Regions from separate parts of the Mus musculus genome. Here region 2 is linked to region 1. A link is a contact called in public Hi-C data. All regions are on one chromosome and are shown on one strand. Each heading gives the region's core, a stretch centred on a gene start, on an enhancer-like site or on the middle of the called end of the contact. The rest is flanking DNA. Distances are from core to core; before and after follow the strand shown.

Region 1 (6,960 bases), core at 3,005-5,504:
TTTCTGACATTCAGAGGAACATGTGTATACAGTTATCTCTGAGGAGATTCGGCTATACACTTGCTGACAGCCATTATTCAGGTACACAGGTTAGGGACATATCAGTCCATGAGATAAAAGCGTTTCTGAAATAAGCAAAAAATACAACAGTAGATACTTTGCAATGCAGAGAGAAGATGGAAGGAAGTCGTCACTTTAACCACAGTGTGGTGGAGTAAGTCTAAAAAAAAAAAATCACTTGTGTCATGTCTTAGGAGGCCACCAGATGGCAGAATTTTAACATCGTCCCTTAGATTGCTAAACAGCGTCTTTTCACAGTTGAGGATAATGGGTGGTAGAGATTTAAGCTTGATTCTCCTCCCAAGAGATGTCGTGCTTTTACAAATGATATACAAATATATTTTAACTACTTGAGTTTCTAAGTTTTAAAATATTAAGAGTCAGCCATGCACATAATATAGCTAGCATTCACTAATGCAACTCTCTGGAGCAGGCCCTCTCTTTACTTATCTGTCTCATTGGGTATTGTCTGAGGAGCCAGCCAGTGAGGTTTCTCAGAGGGAACAAAGATGCTACTGTTACAAACACATAACTTTTGGGATTTCCACAGGTCTTCATGGGGAGAAAACATGATAGCATCAATACAGAAAATTGCTGTGGGGGAAAGGGAGAACATTGTCTTTCTCACGGAGATGAAGAAAGACAGATGGAGGTATTTCTGGGAGGATACAGTTTGTCAAAACCAAAGAAAACCAACAGCAACAAACAAAATCCTGTACGCAGCAATCAAGCTTTCCGGTTCATCTTTTCTTTCTTCTCCATTCGATATTTACTGAGCACTTATGATTCATTGGGTAGTATGGTTGACCCTGCCGGGGAAGGGGGAGATGAATAGAGCATCCATCAAAGACCTGGCCGATTAGACTACGTCTAGAGACAGCTGAGGAAAAGTGTCTCTATTTGGGAAGAACGCCAAAACAAACTGAAACCACACAAAAACGGCCTCGAATGACCAAATCATATGGGAAATGAAGAAAAACGAGGCAGAATGAAGGGAGAAAATGAAGAATAGTGAGAGGAGAGACAAATGCGGTCATTGGAGGAAGCTTGGAACCTGTGGTTGGTGAGTGAGTAGGTCAGGACTCAAAGCCTGAGGAAGAACTGGAGATAAAGCAGGCAGTTAGGTTTCTCCATCAGTCCTGGGACTGGCCAGCCTTCTCCTGAGCTTATTAACCAACGGATGCTTGTCTGTGGTGAAGACCCTGCAATTAGGACCTTAAGGAGGTCAGAGGTAAGAACGCAAGCGCAGTTCAGGTCCTGCTTGCCCCACACCAAGTTTCCTTTCTCTGTCATGTGCTTTACAACAGGAAAATTTAAGGACCACAGGGCATTTGACCGCTGAACCTTGAAAGTGCAGGCGCAATCCTCTTGAGTTTTTTGCCAGACATGTGACTTCAGGACAGGCAACAGTGACCTGACCTCTGGCTCAGAAATGCTGAGTTAGATGGACAGAGGTTCTGAACAGCATTTCCCCCAAGGAAGCGTAGAGGTAGGATGTTTGATTTACTTACGGAAGCATGACTGTAAATTCCTAATGGCACGTAAGTAAATGTATGGGAAGAGTCAAGAGTTGTGACTGTAAACTGTTTTTACATTTATGATCTTGATCGGCAATGCCGCACAAAAGCCTGTATGCTAAAAGCCTTGGCCATTGGTATATGATGCTATTTAGAAGTAGAACTTCATGGCGCAAGGAATTTATTCCATGGCTAGTATGTCCTTAAAGACGTTATGTAAGCCAGGTAGTGGGGGCCTGCGCCTTTAATCCCAGCACTCAGGAAGCAGAGGCCAGCAGATCTCTGAGTCAGAGGTCAGCCGGGTCTACAGAACAAGTCCAGGACAGCCAGAGCTACACAGAGAAAGCCTGTCTCAAAAGGCCCCTTCTCTTCCTGGCCCTCTCTCTGCCTTTGCTTCTCAGCTCCCACGAAGTGAGTGTTTCCTCAGTGATCTATCTGTACCCTGTTGTTTCTCTTTGTCAGGGACAGAAAAGAAATAATAAATCAATGGACTGATTCTCTGAAACAGTGAGCCAAATAAAAGTCTCTTTCTTCTCTGACATTGTCCATGAAAGGTAATTTGTCCCAGTGATGAAAACACTGGAACACATGACACAGCACAATCACACACTCTTTCAATGCTAACCACACAGCAGTGTGACACAGGTTCTTCCCGTGTTTTGGCAGTGCACACTTACAAGTGTGAGTCTACAAGCATGGTCATCTCCTCCTCCCCCTCCCCCACCCCCACATACACACTTCCATATGTCTCCCAGGTGAAGACCTCATTTTGTTCTCTTTCTAGTCTGCGGTTGATCAGAGCCCTGTCTATAGTTCACACAAGGAGACCCACTCTACCAAGCATTTGGGAGTCTTTGTCACCTTTCTCCTTGCTGGGACAATTTCTAGCCAAAAGCATAAGGAAGAAAGAGTGCATCGTAGCTCACAGCTGGGGGCATGCATACTCCCTTACAGTGGGAGAGCCACGGGAGACAGACCGAGACAGACCGGCAGGCAAGTATCCAGTCAGCACTGGAAGGCTGTTGCACAAGGCTCTCTCTCTGCTTTTTTATCCAGTCTGTTGTCTAAGATCACAGAATGGTGCTGTTCACAGTAAGGTAGGTAGGCTTTGCACCCCAGGCAGGCAATCTTATCTAGCAACTGGTTTGTCTCCTAGGTGACTGTGGTCCTGTCAAGAAGACAATCAAATCAACCACCTCTGAACTGACTGAAGGGTTTTCACTGCTAACTACTTCCCAGGAGTCCCTAGGAGAAAAGAGTGCTCATTCTTCCTTGGCCCTCCCTCCCTCCCTCCCACCACACCTGCCCTGGCCTCACCCACCCCCTCTTTTTTTATAATAAGCTTCTGCTTCTTCACTAATGACCTTGACTCGGGGAGACACACTTTCTCAGAGCACAACTCTTTTCTCAATAAAGGTGGCTCCTTTCCACAAAATAACTTCTGTGCCAGCTATCATCAAAGTGAACTATTTTTTCTATACTCTAATGTCTTATACATACAGCCTCTACATGCATATAGACACGATTATACACATAAATTTTTAAGCATAAAATGTGATTCTACATTCATATTGTGACTTTCAGTTGCTTTTCAACCCTGTCTCTGATTTCCAATCGCTCCTCCATGATATGTCTTGTTTATCTTTCCAAGCCATTAGGAATAAATCAAGCTCAATCTTTTAATTGCTCCACCCAATTAATGCTTTAATACCAGACAAGGTACCATCTTCTGCTTTGTAATTTTGTTATTGCAAGACAGAACGTAATTCAGGGTTATGATAAGAATTCATCAGCTAAAATACTGGAGCCTTTCAGTTGCTTAGCACCAGAGTACTATGTAAATAATAATTAAATTAGCTATACAAATAATGTCAAGGAAATTCCCTGATACCTCATTAACTTCCTTCTTTGAAGAACATTTTTATAGTCTTCAATAACAATTTCTTTGTGTGCATGCTTGTGTGACCAGAGAGGCATGAGGGGGGCTTAGAGGACAACTTTCCAGAATGGGTTGTCTCCATTCCACCATGTGGGTCTCCATAGAACCAACCAGGAGCATTAGGCTTGGTGGCGACCACCTTTATTAGCTGAGCCATCTCACCGACTCTCATTAACATCTTTGCAAGGGGAAGCAAATTTGTCTGGTCATTGATAAGTGTGAACTCATTTAATCCTCCGGCCAAACTTACACGGTAGGTCCTTCAATTATTTCCGTTTTACAGATGACAACACAGAAGCAGGGAAAACTGAGTCCGTTGTTCAGGGTGACCCAGTCTGTAAGTGACAATGCCAAAATGGAATGTGCCCAGCTCTGGACACTATGGTACTAATCTCTCAGGCACATAGCACCATCTACAACAGGAAATAGTTTCTACCTGCTTGATTGCCAGGGACCCAAGCTGGCTGTCACTGACCACATTTAACAAACATCCTTGGTAAGGCAAGCTCCATCTGATTCGCATGTAGCCCTCTGCCCAGCTTTCAATCAACCAGCCAGGTTGAGCAGAGGAGCCGAAACATCTTTCCAAACCAAAAGACGGTGAGATCCGAAGGGCAAGGCATGGTTTGTGGGGAAACATGGAGAAGAATCGAGAAAGGAGAGTAGAATAGTGAGGAGGATGGCCACTTGGCACCCGGCCCAGCTGAGAGAGCCTCTGAGGTGAGTGTGCCAAACTCCAAATGCTCCAAGCCCAGATCCCAGAATAGCTGGAAGGAGGCACACTGCCAGTGAGTCAATTATTACACCAGGCCTGGGAGCACTTAATCAGATGCATCCGGTTTGTATTCACACAATATCAGGCCGAGATATGTGGTCTATGCCAATGAATTGGCATGCCCTAATGTGGGTCAGCCATTGCCGGAAAGCCTTGTATCTTGCAAGTTGGGGTCTACTCTTTCTTTTCTCTGAAAGTGTCTATGTTGTATGCCAGTGACATTCACCTCCTTCCAATGAAGAAAAGTTTTTTTTTTTTTTTTTGAGATGACTAAATGGAAATTGGGCAGTTTAAGTCCAGTAGAACTCCATCTTTGGACACTCAGGGCAGGTGCCCATTAGCTATGACAAGCCCAGTGGTCCATTATTCACATCCTTTGATGCTTCAGGCTCAGGAGAATCAGCCATTGCTCAATGTGACAACAGGATGGAGTGGGTTGAGATGACCCTGAGTGTTGTTGAATTTTCCTTTCTGTAGGAATTCCCATGAGTAAAGTATTGTGGCTGCAGGTTGGCATCAAGACCTTCTTGGGCCACAGATGACCACCTTAGTGTGTCTACCACTGTTCTCAGTATGATCTTCTCACTCCATCTATAGTTCCTGGAGTAGACCAATGCTTCTACACAGGCCTTTTGTCAGGTGTTTTGTGACCGCAGCTCTCTTCCTGTGGGAAAATGATGCTCTTCTTGTAACTGACAACAGGTTGAGTGGGGAAGCCAGTTAAGTCTTTCTGCCTTTTGCCAGGGAAACGTCTTTACTTCCTTGTTGCATTCATTGAACAATTTTCTCCGGAGGGGAGATAATTATGGAAGAAACTTTCCCCGAAAAATGAAAATTCTTAGGAGCTGGAGAGATGGCTCAGCAGCTCAAGGGTTGACCCTGCGGGCCAGAGTTTGGGCTGCTGGAATCCAGGTTAATGCTGAGTAAATACAGTGGACTGCTTGTCACACTACTGCTGCTGAGTGTAAGACGGAGTCCCTGGAGCGAGGTGGCTAGCTATCCTTGCCCAATGTATGAGCTACAGGCTCAACTGAGAGACCCCGCCTCAAGGTATAAGACGGAGAATAACGCCGGATGCACCTGATGTCAATGTCAGGCTCTGTACACACATGCACATGTGTGTGCTCAGGGATGCAAAAACACACACACATACATCATATACGTTTAACATCCAAAGCTAGGGTTTTCCTAAAACCATGACTTGTCTAGCTTCTGCCCCTGTCTTCCTTCTTCTCTTCCTCCTCTTATGGTTTTTCCTGAAGATACTTCATTCAATAAATCACCAAGAGCTGGGGAGATAACTTAGCTATTAAAGGCTAGGCTCATAAGCAAAATGTCAATAAATCACCTGAATAGAAGTTCCTGGCTCTGGCTCGGCCTCCTTGGAACTTGGCCTAACAGCACGGAAACTCTTGACAAAACACAACAGGCTGTTTCTCAGGCTTCTGCTATTAACCTGCTGACCACATTATCCTTCTACATTTGCATATAAAGTACAGAATTATGCCCAATGCCTGCTGTAAAGTAACTTGCAAACTAACATTTTTGAAAAGAGAAAAGCAAATGACAATGGCAAGAACAATTATGCGCTGCTGAGATGGCTCTGGGAAAGGCACCTGTGCCTGACATCCTGAGTTCAGCTTCAAGATCCACGTCGTGGAAGGTGAGGACAGAGTCCAGCAAGCTGTCTGCTGACTTCTTCAGGCACAGGGTAGCACCCAGTGAGGAAGGAAAGGCAGAAGAGGTTTCTTGCTGTCCTGCAAGTACTCTGAAATTGTGAGTTTGATGGCCTAACTCACTGTTAAACCATGATAAAACTATATGCTTATGTGTGTGTATGTATATATATATGCATACATGTATATGTGTGTGTGTGTATGCACACATTTATCTTTATATGACTTAATATTCCCATTCCACTGTCTATACTATTTTATGAACACATGGATTATACCTTTCAAAATATTGCATCATAAAAAGTATGATTTTCAAAATCTACATTTATCGTTTTACTGCTCCATTTGGAGAGCCATGCTAATGCTAGTGTAAAACCATTTCTGGTTGGCCGTTTCAAAGTCAGCAGTACTTTTAATTTTTCTCTCAGCTCCCCATTCTGCTTTAGCACTAAGGACATGTCCACAATGAGACGTAAGAAGAGGAAGGGGGAAGGTAGTGTGGATAACGAGTTAAAACTTAAATAACTGAATATCACCCCAGTGAAGCATTCTGTCTTCAGCACTTCAGGCTCCCAACCTGTCTCCCCCAGGATGGTGGAGCTTCTAGAAACCTAAGGTCTTCTCGCTAGGATGACTCTGAGGTGGTGAAGCTCAGGTGCTCTTCTGCGAGGAGGGTGACACCCCTGTCATCTGTGGATACTCTTAGATTAATGACTCATGACATTGTATGCATGCGCCTATAAGATGCAGCAAGGAAGGCAGATGCGTGCAATGGGTTAGGGTCCACTCACATGCAGGATGACGTCAAGAACAAAATCCTTATGGACTGGGGGCAGAGCTCAGGCAGCAGAGCGCTTGTCTAGAGAACTTGGGACCCAGGCATGGATGGTGCATGGCTGTAAACCCTGAGCGTGGGAAGTAGAAACAGGAGGATCAAAGGCTAAGGCCTTCCTCGGCTGAATAGTGAGTTCAAGGTCAGCCTAGACTGCATGA
Region 2 (6,960 bases), core at 3,323-5,822, 150 kb after region 1:
AGGTTCACAGTGGCCTTCGCTCCGTCTCCATCTGTGTTTCCATTGGCTGCCTGCCCCTTCTTCTTCCCAGCATCACACTGTCTTGCTGGCTCCTCTTTCCACGGCTTTCTTATCTCTTTGTCTCTGATTTCTCCCCGCACTTTCTGGAATAAAGCCATCTGTTTTTATGAGCAGAATTCCAGTTTTGCTGTGTCTGATTCTGCTCATTTGCCCAGCTACTTCACTTCAGATCTTCAGAGGGAAGGTGTCCTGCTTTATCAACTGGTCATTTTCCTCAGGAGAGTTGTGGAGCGAACAGTCTGTGTAGGGAAATGCACTTTTGCTTTACAGTGGTAATATAGCTGGTTTCTCCTTTATAACCTAAAGGTAGACTACACTTGTCTTATCATTAGTCTCCAACCTCTTAAAACTTTTGTTTTAAACTAAAATATAATTACAATATCTCCTTCCTCCAGCTCTTCTTAATTCTATGGCATATATATATATATATATATTACCTATTAGGTTAATTATATATGAATAAGTATGTAATAAGTATGTAATAAGTATGTAAGAATAACATGGGAGTTCATCTGGCACTGCTTATAAGTATATGATTTTTAGGGGTGACTACTTGGTAGATAACCACCTAGGGCTCTCATCCCTGGGAAACACTAATTCTCTTTTTCTCAGCATGCAGCTCTTCATCTGGAATGGGGCCCCAGTATTTCTTTTTTGTTTGTTTGTTTGTTTTTCGAGACAGGGTTTCTCTGTGTAGCCCTGGCTGCCCTGGAACTCACTTTGTAGACCAGGCTGGCCTCGAACTCAGAAATCCGCCTGCCTCTGCCTTCCAAGTGCTGGGATTAAAGGCGTGCACCTCCATTGCCCGGCTTGTATATTTTCACTTTGGGGTGTCAACTGGTATTAGAGTTGGTTAGGTCTTGTTAGGCAGTCATATTGTCGAGATTTCATGGATGTTACACCTCGGTCATATGTAGAACTCACAATGTCACAATGGCAGACTTCTTGGTCCTCTAACTTAGGATCTTTGCCATCTGTCTTCCATGAGGTTTTCTGAGCCTACCCTGATGTGACCATGTGATGAGGCACAGCAATGACCTGCATGGCAAGATGTCCCTAAAGGTGCCTCGGCAGTAACTAACAGCTGTCCAGCTGGACGAAAGGCCCACTAAGTAGGAGGGAAATCACACCTAGTTCTGGAAACAGCCAACTACCCATGGCCAGTTAGGTCAGGATTCTTAGGTAATAACCTATGACTACTTTACTAAACCAGCACATTTCCTAACTGAATTTTAAATGCTGATCCTGACATCACAGACAAGTGTGGCTCCCACCCCCACCAAAGAAGCTGCTCTTTGCAGCAGGTGAAGTCCATTACTGTCTGAAAGTAAACACTGCGAAAAGGCTTTGACGTACCGCCCTCCGTTCCCTTTAACGCCACATCCCCCACCCGGGAATCCTGGGAACATTTTAAAGAGTCCTAGTGGTGATGGACAGAAGAGACTATAGTCCATCAAAGGTCTCACACACTGCTGTGGATCTAAGCATCTTAAAAGGAAGCCATTAAAGGACAGAACCACAGAATGTCCGTAAGCAAGCACAGAATGTCCCTAAGCAAGCACAGAATGTCCCTAAGCAAGCACAGAATGTCCCTAAGCAAGCACAGAATGTCCCTAAGCAAGCACAGAATGTCCCTAAGCAAGCATGTGGTGGTCTTGGGCAGCAGACTACTCTCTCTCCAGAATTTATTTAACTGATATCATCATTAGAAAGATACATCACGGCTGTAGGGAAGTCTAACTAAACTCGGACTTTCTGACTTAAGAGCTCTGGACTACCATCTTACACGTATCTTCTAGCGACTGAATCAGCATCCTCCCCCAAGCATTTTCACAAGAGGAAGCCGTTTCCAAACTTCACCCAGAAAAGGCGAAATCAGCCTATCAACACCATTCTCCTCTCACGGCACACTGAGCTAGAAGAGAGTCACAGGCCTAGAACTTACCCATGGCCTACTAAGAGCATATGGATTTTATGCCCCCCATCCCCCGCCCCAGGGCTGAGAATCCACCTCCTCCCTCCAATCAATCATCGGCTAAGCACAGTTCCCGGGTTTCCAGATTTCTCAGCGCTGTTAGTATTAACACGGTTTCCATGGTTACCCCACTCAAACAGGTGAGCTCAGGCTGTCACAGTGCTAAGGGCAAAAGAAATGACTTTGTTCATGATGTCACAGAAGCATAGCTCCAGTGAGTGGGTAAAGGGACTGATAGAATTACTGGTTCATATGTTATCCTTAGCATTTGCAGCCTATAAAAATGCAGCTTCTAAAATGTACACAGTCTAAAGAAAAACAGTTAGGAAATACATTAGAAATGTATTAGCAGCAGCAGAGTAAATGTGCCTGCCACCAAGCCTGAGGACCTGAGTCCAATCCCTCTGACCTACAAGGTCAGACTTTTTGCAAGTTCTCTTGTTAGCTCTACTCAAATGCTGTGGCATGCACACACACACACACACACACACACACACACACACACACACACACACACACACACATAATACTCACATTAAGGATCTAGCATCTCTGACTCTTCTTACCTGAGACAACAAAGGCCAAGAGGATGTCCAACCTTTGACATTTTAATATGACATTGTCATCTATAAATACATTGAGCTGAATTAATTCACAGACAACTCAAGGTTGAACACACCTGGGAAGAATTAAAAAGAGAAAAAAGCTAAGGAGCAGATTTGAATTCAACTCTGTTAATCTTCAAAGTTCCTTCTATTTTCGTATCATACTTTCCAGTGATCTGTCAAGCATAAGCTAGAGGAAGCAAGCATGGTCAGGGCTGAGGGAGTTCCCCAACACCTCTGCACGGTTGTGACAGGCAGTACTGGGGAAGCCATTCTTTCTTCGGGTCCTTACAGCCTGAGGACAAAGGCATCATAGTGACAGCTATTTGATAAGCTTTCGTAATGAACATTTTTACATACAATCTTTCTTTTACTCCTTAAAGCAGTCAACAGGCACAAGGATTATTATCTCCAGTTAATACACTGAACTAAAATAATCTGTTTACATCCATAGCACAAGGCTGGGAGTCAGGGACTCTGTGTTTATATTCCTGCTCTGCAATTTATTACCTATGAACATTCAGGGATGTCAAAGGATCTCTGAACTTCATTTTTGTGATTTCTAAAATAACTTGATTTCTTATAACTCATGGATGTGTGTGTGTGTGTGTGTGTGTGTGTGTGTGTGTGTGTGTGTGTGTATCTATGTGTGTGGACAGTTCTACAGCATCCAAACACAATACATAATGAATAGTAACTAAATCCCATTATCCACCGTGCATTAAGAATATCATAAGAAATGACATTTTCTTATCAAGCCACTGTGCAGGTAGGAATGGAATGACAACGTATTGCACCGAACAGTGTAGCGAATATTTCCTGATATTGTGGAGATCTAGCTAGCACTTCTAAGGAAAGAACTCAACCTAGCATTTTCAAAATGAACAACAAACAAAAAAGACTGCCGCAGTATTGGCCAAGATGCAACAGGACATGGAGGAAAAACATAATACCCATGTACCCAGTCTTATAGTTTCATAAGTAACTTTGATGCGTTTTCTCATTGAGCCCTTTATTTGGGACAGTGAACTACTTACCAGGGCCTGTGACTGGTCTCTGGCCAATCTGATTCTTTATCCCGTGCCCCATGGCCTTGTAGTAAGGTGTTCTACCCTATCTCTGGTAGTTCATTCCTCCCAGGATTAGTTCTGGAGCAGTTACAGGCTCCCGTATTCCCATTTCTAACTACAGCCAAACCTCAGATCCCAGCTGCTGCCCCAGGAGTGGATCTTTAGCATACGGCCCAAGAGACAGGAGGAGATGTGAGTCTAGACTTGGTTGTCTGATTTCATCCAATGAGGTCTCTTCTCTTGAGAGGAGAGAATGGCAATGAGCAGTTATTGAGGGAGGGTGTCCCTTTTCCTCAGTGGTGTAACTACTGGCAGGTTCTCCTTGCTCCAGTAAATAGCCTCGTGCCTCTCTTTTTCTTAACCTCAGTGGCTCCACACAATGCCAGGCCACACAAGTAGACGGGAGGTTTGCTGAGAAGTGTGCCGGGGAGAGAGGAAGGTACTAAAAGGAGAGGCCTGGGGCTGAGAACTACTAAAAGTCACTATATAAATGCACGAGACAATTAAAAACTCCTTTAAAACCTGCCCTGTAAAGGACACTGGGGTGAAAACCTCGCCCCTGAGTTAAGCAATACTGGGGGCATCCTGCTCAAAAAACAAAAAACAACAACAAAAAAAAAACCCACAAAAAACAATCTTTCTTAAAAATAGTTTTTGTAGTCACCACATAAATTAGGAATAGTTTCTGTCCCTTCTTGCTCTTAGCAGAGAGTTCATGCCTGGAGCATGCAGCCAGCCCCTTCTGCTGAACATAGATCCCAGGACAAGCTGGGGCGAAAGGACCAGGAAGAAGGCAGCAGCCGAGACAAGGCTCCTTCTAGGCTCCATGCCTAGCTCTCACTTGGCCCAGTGCCTGTCCTCATTAGTCCCAGCAACATGAATCTGATTAGACACTGTGGCTTATTTTTGGCAACCTGGGAGTGCACAGGCTAGGACTTATTCTCTTAGCTGCTACGATCATCGCCAAAGCTGCCGTTGGCATTTGGAAGATTACTCTCTTTTCTGGAAGATTCTGTTGTCTGTGAAGCATTGTGACACATTAGACATCAACTCAAACACAGATCGCGTCCCCTTGCTACCCCCCCCACCCATATCGTTGCAGCCACCCCGGTTCCCGGCTGGTGCAAAAATTCTTAATGACTTTGATGTTTGTAAACTTAATGTTTTCTGAGTGAGTGAACCAGCTTCTATAATCAATGAGACACACAAAAGCCAGATTTGAATGTTATTAAATATTCAGTTCTCGGCTTGTCTACAGTTTGGTTAACAGTACATTTTTCATTGCTATGTGCTAATAATTTTTTTGTGTGAAAGAGATTAATAATAATAATAAAATTATTTTATCTTCCCCAAATAAAACTGAGCCATTGAGCTAATACCCACTGTAAATCCATATATATATATATATATATATATATATATATATATATATATGAAAAATGTTTACTAGTAAGACTAATTATTCTAGGTCACCAAGATACAAAACTTCTGAGATTCCAAAGTATATATTACATTTAAAAACTATTATGGAAAAGGTAGCATATCTTGTCAAACTTTTCAGTAAGTTAAAACTAAAATGTTTTTCTTCTCATTGGTCATCGGTTGGTTTGGAGATTTATCTATAACCAGAGTGTCTGATTCACTAGGTATTTCATGAACTGCCATGGAAATCCCCAAATGTCATCTCGTTCTGAGTCCACTCTGTGTTTGAATCCTTGGTTTTCTTCTCATAGCTGGGCCCTCCCTGTCCCAGGCATTTCTTCTTGCTGCTTCAGGCCACTAGGGGACAGATCTCAGGTTCTTCTTCCCAGCAAGGGAAAGACAGGCTGAGATTAGTCACCAAATGCAGCTGCTTGCACAGCTGCCTGGTTGGGGACAGCAACATTTAGGATCAGGAAGTAGACTCAGTAGACACAGAGGTTGGATGCTTCTGCGCTAGCCTCCTGCCAGTGGTGTTAAGTCAGCTGTGCACAGACCCATCCTTCAAATGAGCACTACCACCACCACCCAACAGTTGTGCGCATTCCACCGAGGGACCAAGGATCCATCAGGCAAGAGATTCAATGCCCTGTGTGTGCAAAGGAATTAGGCACCCACAAAGCAAGAGTTTCCTGTCTCACATCTGAGGGTGAGGGATAATATGGGTAACCAGTTTAGAATTCATGCACAGAAACTATTTTCTATTACCAACATTACCACATACACCAGGACGAACCCAGCACCTATCAGGCTCTGATCCTGGAGCTGTAGATAAGTTACAGCTCCTGGCCTGGGATGATGGACGGCACCTAACAACCAGTATTGATTAAAATACCACAAACACAATACTGGCCTACTTAATGAGGAGACACAATTAATATCTTCAATGCCAGATATCCTGTATAAGTACTAATGCCCAATAAACAATGAGTCCAAAAGAACATAAAAGTATTGGTCCATTTGTAGGACTCTATACTCTCTTCTAGGGCTTTGAGTATATTCCATGTTTAATTTAGTTGCTGAAAACATGTACCATACAAAAATAAACAAACAAATTAAGCTTCAAGGATGTCCACATGTGGTTCAGGTTATCAGCAAGCCTTTGATGTATGGTGTGACAAATTGAGTGTCTAGAAACAACTCAAGGAAACAATAATAGGTATTCTATACAAAAAGGGAGTTTGTGTTTTGAACTTATGACCTTGGGAAAATACTCTTTCTGAGTAAAGAGTAAAATCTTTCTGAGCCTCAACTATAAACAGATTGAGAGCAACTGTATTTCTCTCATGACAAGCATCTTGCATGCAGTGACGTCATTTGTAGATGGCCTCTGTAGTGCTGACTATGGTACCTACACTGAATAGGTGGTTAGCTCCTTGGAGTACTTCTGTGCATCTGCTGTAGAAGAGAAATCTGAGGCTCATGGCAGCGAGATAACATACAGCTCACCAGTGTGTGGAAAATCAAAGCCGTAGGTTCTAGGAAGCACATGAGTCTTGGTTGCAACCAGAAATGAATTGTTTCTGCCCTTGGAGTCTACACAGAATCGAGAATAGACATTTAGGACAACTACACAAATGATTTTTCAAAGATAGTTTATATATCTTTTAAAAGCCTTCTTTTATTTTTGTGTGTGCAACACACATGCATGTGTGTGTCCATGTCTATGTGCGTGTACATGTGTGCAACTGTGTATGGGTGCCCAAAAAGCCATAATAGGACTTCAGATCTCATAGAACTGCAGTTACAGGCAGTTGTGGGTGTTGGGAAC

Evidence for each region. Hi-C and Micro-C count contacts between places; a contact is called where the count stands out from the background.
Region 2: a Hi-C map of neural progenitor cells shows a contact between it and region 1, with 3 times the contacts expected there. The contact joins two enhancer-like sites. A contact is called at or near these places in 3 of 484 Hi-C or Micro-C datasets (cerebral cortex, neural progenitor cells and pancreatic cancer cells).

The regions. Positions count from the first base shown.
Region 1 is chr6:137,205,962-137,212,921 of GRCm38.p6, forward strand. No RefSeq gene overlaps it. Among named protein-coding and RNA genes, the nearest start is that of Rerg, 40 kb to the left of the region's middle. Within about 2 kb of position 4,255, at least 19 of the 459 cell types and tissues checked have an H3K27ac peak or open chromatin away from gene starts, as enhancers often do. A contact at or near this core is called in neural progenitor cells, where this site is marked.
Region 2 is chr6:137,360,314-137,367,273 of GRCm38.p6, forward strand. The region is part of intron 1 of Ptpro (protein tyrosine phosphatase, receptor type, O); the gene reads left to right. Among named protein-coding and RNA genes, the nearest start is that of Gm52924, 90 kb to the left of the region's middle. Within about 2 kb of position 4,573, at least 50 of the 459 cell types and tissues checked have an H3K27ac peak or open chromatin away from gene starts, as enhancers often do. A contact at or near this core is called in neural progenitor cells, where this site is marked.